Regions from separate parts of the Mus musculus genome. Here region 2 is linked to region 1. Evidence: chromatin contacts called from public Hi-C data. All regions are on one chromosome and are shown on one strand. Each heading gives the region's core, a stretch centred on a gene start, on an enhancer-like site or on the middle of the called end of the contact. The rest is flanking DNA. Distances are from core to core; before and after follow the strand shown.

Region 1 (2,700 bases), core at 115-2,614:
CTTCTTGAAATAATTTGTAATGTTTCCGAGGTAGTTTTATAAGAACGAACATCAGAATACACTGCTGTGATAAATGTTCAAATCTGAAAATACTTGGAGCATCTTCTACTAAGGTACCCATGGTGGTGGGGCGGGGAGGGGGGGGCACAAAACAACTGAACAAATAAATATAAAACAAAATTTAATCACTTGAGCATTCAATACCTGTACAGTGTACTAGGGTCTATCTATATTTGATAAGTTACATGAATATCATGTTGGGGAAGAGTAACTGAGAACATTCATGAATCTGGCCTCTTCCTTCCTTTTTCTGATACTTACATCAGAGCATATGAGAAGCAATTGAGTAAGTGTCCTTCAGTTGCAGAGAAACCAGAAGCCACATCTTGGAGCCAGAGTGTATTTATTAACCTTGGTAATTTGGGGGACATATATAGACTCTGGAACATGAACTATTTGCTTTAAGTTTGTATTAGTCTAGATGAAATGTATGACTTTATGTTCAGATAAAGCACCGTTTAAAAGGCCACACAATGCAGGAACCTGAATTTAAATTTATAAATACACAAACAGCTCAGCTATATGAAAGGTCTGTGACTTCAAGGATGTAACTCATGTTTTCTGTCTTAAAAATGTGGACTAGCACAGTTGAGAGCTGCAAACTTGGGAATGTGCGTCAAAAGGGTTGGCACCTAGAGCTAAATAAATATCAGCAAATATTTGTAATGCTGCATTGACCACTTCGGCAGGGGAGTGGCATATGGACTGAGAAAAGAAAATCTTGTTGGGATGGCACCTCATCCCTGTAATCCCAGCGCTCTGGAGACTAAGGCAGAACGGTTCTCCGGAGCTTAAGTCCGGCCTTGGGTACAGAGTGAGACCTTGTAAAGACAGAACAGGAAGGAAGCTAGAAAGGAAAAGAGAAGAGAAACAAGTGACTCAGAATTTAGTCTTCACCCCGCCCCCATATTTAGTTGTTGACATTTATTATTATTATTATTTATTATTATAGTATAATTTTAACTTCATGGGCTTCTGCTCTTCTCAACTTCTGATCAGCAGAAACTCAAAAATCACAGCCATCCCCACAGAGTTTAGCACACCGCTCTGTGGGAGCGGCCCGCATTGTCAGGCCTGTGAGCTGCGGCTCCCCGGAGGGTGCGGCGGACTTTGGTCCGGGAGCAGTGTGGCATCACGCCGCCGCCTCCCGTCCCCGCAACAGCCTCCGGTTCTGCGCTCTCACGCCGCCGGCCCAGCCGCCCGCCCAGCCGAGCGTGCGAGCCTGGCGCAGGAGGCGGGCTCTGCGCTTCCCGGCCTCGCCTCCGCAGCCCGCGGGAGGAGGCGGGAAGGCGGGCGGAGGCGGGGGAGGAGGCGGGACTACGGCGGGCCGTAGCTGGCGCCGAGCGCGGTGGGAGAGCAGCGGGTACCCGGCTGGCTCCGCTGGCGGCCTCTGCCCACACCTCGGCGCCGCAGCCCCGCGCCTCGCCCGCCCTTGGCTTCGGGGTCTGCGGCTGCCGGCCATAGAGGAACCGGCGGAACCCTGGACGACCGGTACGTTGGACGGGGAGCGCCACTCCTCCTGCAACCTTTTGTGCTGCAGAGGTGGTGGCGGGGATGGGTGGGGTACGCGCGTGAGTGTGGGTGCCCCAGTCAGCGAGCCACTGTGCCAGCCCCAGGCACGGCGCCGCCCCTTCCTCCTCGCCTCGTGTCCCGGCCGGGCGCGCGGTGTGTGCGCAGCGCAGGGAAGCCCCGGGCCGCGCCGGCCTCCGCGATGGCTGATGGCTCGGTGACACCGGGGCTGCGAGCGGCGCTGGTCCCTGAGCCTTGGTGCGAATGGCTGGCGTGGTGGTGGGGGGACTGGAGCCTGGGGTGGGGCCCGAGCGGGGTGCGAGAGCCCGCAGCTTCCTGGCACAGGGGTGGGGCCGGCGACGCGGGAGTGTGCGGCGCGGGTGAGTGTGCGGGGGCGTGCGCCCCGTGCGCGCGCGGCGAGCGAGCGAGCGAGCGGACGGACCGGCGGGCGGGCGGGCGTGCGCTCGCCGCCGACATGCGGTGCGGGGACTCTGCGACCCGGAGCGACGCTCCCGCGGTGCCAAGGTGCGGAAGTCTGAGCGCGTCGGCGCGCGCCAGCTAGGCGGCTCGCCCTACCCGCAGCGCCAGGCGGCAGGCCCGGCGGAGGCCCATTGAGAAGTAACGCTCGCCCGGCTTGCCGCGCCTCTGGCCCCAACGGTGTACAAGCCGCGGCTGCGGGCTACAGATAGCGGCGGGAGACAGCCCCTGGCGACCTTATCTCGGCCACCAGTGCGCGCTGCACCCCGCGGGCGAGGCCGAGGCCGGTGCGGCGGCTGGTGACGGACAGACGGACCGGCGGTGGCGGAGGAGCGCCTGTGGACTGGGGAATCGCGGCCGGGCGCTGGCCAGAAACTAAGGCGGCAGATGTCTCGGGCACCGCCACCCTCGCCCCACCTGTCGCTGGTGGACTTTGGGGCGGGTGGGAAGCCTAGGAAAGGGCGCCTGGCAGCGGCCGGCGCTCAGACCTTGAGAAGCGGCCCATTGTGAAGCTGCCAAAGTCGCTCTAGTGGTGGAATCTGCAAATCTCGGCCAGGAAGGAACCCAGTTCGCGAAGGGAAGGACAGCCGCGTGCTTTCCCCCTGGCAAGTGTCTGGCTCGCTAGAGACTCCCGGGCTCTCTGCCCACGCCGCT
Region 2 (2,700 bases), core at 122-2,621, 57 kb after region 1:
CATACATTTTTCTTTTTATTAAATAGCAACAGCAGACTGAGTAGCCAAGAATTGAAAAGCCATCTACAGTGTTTCCTCAAATTACTTTAAAAAGACAATACATTACCTTGTTTACTACTCCATAGTAATGCAGAGCTAATTGATGTAGGCTGGAACTGAGTGATGTACTGTGGATGAAAGATATATATGAATGTGGGTGTTAGTTACTTTCATATAACAACATCAAGAAAAAAAATCAATATTGTAATACAGCTAGGCTATGTCCAAGAAACAGCAGTGTGTTTAAAGATGGCTTCATGAGTCTTGGTTCTTGATGGAATGTGCTAAATGAGTTTATTATGAGATTTCTTTTCCAATGGCTTTGTTTTTCAGTTCTGTGGTCAGACATAGAACCCTGCTCATGTAAGTTGGGAGCTCCACCACTGAGCTCCAATCTGAAGACTTTCTTAGTATGAACATAGATTTGAAGATTGCCTCTGTTTCAGGAAATATTACAAAAACAAACTGGCATGTTCCAGCACATGTGCTGTCAACTGGCAGGCAATGGCCAGCCTGTTTTTTTTTTTTTTTTTTTTAATGTTTTTAAATTTTTTTATTAGATATTTTCTTCATTTACATTTCAAATGCTATCCCAAAAGTCCCCTATACCTTCCCCCTGCTCTGCTCCTCAACCCACCTACTCCTGCTTCCTGGCCCTGGCATTCCCTTGTACTGGAACATATAATTTTTCACAAGACCAAGGGCCTCTCATCCCACTGATGGCCGACTAGGCCATGCTCTGCTACATATGCAACTAGAGACACAAGCTCTGGGGGTGGGGGGTGTGTGTGGGGTACTGGTTAGTAGTGGATATTTGCCCAGAATCTTAGAATGCCCAAGATATAATTTGCAAATTGGCTGACCTGTTTTTATCTTGAGACTCTGGCTCAGAGCTCCTGAAATCTCTTCACCCAGCTCCATAAGTTCCCACTGTTAGATCATTACCACGCCAGCTCCATGCTTCAATACCCCCAGGGCTTTTGTGATGCCCATCAAGCAAACCGTACCTTTCTCCTGAGAACCCAGACCAGTCTCTTCGAGAAGAAAACCACCACACAAAGTTAGTTCAGAAACAACAGTAACTCAATTGCTGGGCGAAAACAACTAAAATCCTAACTTTTAAGCCTTATTAAATCTAAATCCTCCAGTGGCGAATCCTGGTGGATCTGCCATTGAAACCGGGAGACACTCATGATTACATCTTGGTTTCACACTATCCCTGTCCAAAAGGACCTAACTCTCCCCTGCTTTCTCTCTTCCCCTCTCCACCCTGAAAGGCCTGCCTACTCACCCAGTGATTGGCTCCTTTATTCATTAGGGGATTGGTTCACAAGAAGTAACCTGACTATGACTCACTCCTTGTCTGCAACCCCTCCCAGGAGAGAGGAATTAGCATCAACATATAAACAGCACCAGGCTCATACACAACAGCCTCCTCCTGTTCTCTTTCCCTACCTACACTAGTATGACTTAGGCAGTATTAAATAAGAGGGTACTGCCAAATAATTTAAAATTACATATGGATCTAAAGTTAGAAAGTTTGTAACAAACACAGAATTTACTATCAGGGCAGTTGAGGGAGGAGCATAAACATGTATGGGCGCAGTTGGTTAGAATCTGGAATAGCTATTGAACTCCAATGTCCATGGTGAAGCCATCCAAAACAGCTTTCCAGTGGTGGGCTCTGATTTTTAGGAGGGTGGGGCATAGATAACTTCTTAGCAGTTTGAAATTGATAGCAAAGAAGAGTTTGGTGATATTAAGGGACAGGTGTGTCATGGGCTGTTTACAATATTTTGAAAACTCATGAGTGTCAGAAACGATGATGGTGACACTGGGGTATGTACAGAAGTGTCATCAATAAAGGTCGGGTGACTTGAGTCATGCAGGGGCTATGAAAATAAGATTATCATGATACTCTTTGTTTCCTTGACCAAGCCAGAATTACTTAGGACTATCTCCCAACTGGCATTTGCTTCTAGAAGGTGATTTTACATCACGTTTGGCTACCCTTTTGCAATGTCTTTTATGTGGGTGTGGGTGCATGCATGCTTGTGTATGGTCAGGTACATGTGGGTACACAGGGGCATGTCTGTTATGTTAGTGTTTTGAGAAATGCAGAAGTATTTGTCCTCTATGGAGGGATGGGGATTTGAGGAATGGACTGGGTAGATTCAAAGAATGGACTTGAGGGCATCATTGGCATTCCACATAGAAGAAACAGTACAACCAAGGTGCTGGAGACCTTGTCATAATGCCATTTGGGGGGATTTCTCTTTTTAGTGATCTAGACTATCATAAATGATCTAGAATATCATCATAAATTATTCAGGGTGTTGGGGAACTTATTTGAGTGGATGTTAAACATGATGAGAAGAGGGATAAACCCCTGTCTCCAGAGATGTGCCTTTGTCCTGGAAATGCATTTAGTCTTTAACCCAATGAAATATGGGAGCAGTTCTTTTCTTCCTCACCATGCCCTTTTGCACTGATTTTTTTTTTTGCATGCAACTATTCATATCAATTCCACAGTTACATTTCGTTTTAAATTTTGATGATTTTGTACAATATTTTTTTTATCATATTTAACCTCTCTAACCCAGGTCTACACTCTTCTCTACCCATACAACTTTGTGTCCTCTCTTTTTTGGAATCCTACTG

What was found. A called contact is a pair of places that touch in the nucleus more often than the background predicts.
Region 2: a contact with region 1 is called in a Hi-C map of olfactory sensory neurons, with 2.8 times the contacts expected there. The contact joins the enhancer-like site here to the promoter of Macir in region 1. A contact is called at or near these places in 5 of 39 promoter capture datasets (the 3T3-L1 cell line, embryonic stem cells, liver and 1 more), 5 of 484 Hi-C or Micro-C datasets (cerebral cortex, immediate neuronal precursor, liver and 2 more), 3 of 115 datasets of contacts at active chromatin or transcription factors (the SCID.adh cell line, double positive thymocytes and pancreatic cancer cells) and 3 of 9 other capture datasets (adipose tissue, liver and pancreatic islet).

What each region holds. Positions count from the first base shown.
Region 1 is chr1:97,660,682-97,663,381 of GRCm38.p6, reverse strand. It overlaps Macir (macrophage immunometabolism regulator), which reads left to right and starts at 1,364. Exons shown (of 3, transcript NM_133825.3): 1 at 1,364-1,551.
Region 2 is chr1:97,603,617-97,606,316 of GRCm38.p6, reverse strand. No RefSeq gene overlaps it. Among named protein-coding and RNA genes, the nearest start is that of Macir, 57 kb to the left of the region's middle. Within about 2 kb of position 1,371, at least 7 of the 459 cell types and tissues checked have an H3K27ac peak or open chromatin away from gene starts, as enhancers often do. A contact at or near this core is called in olfactory sensory neurons, where this site is marked.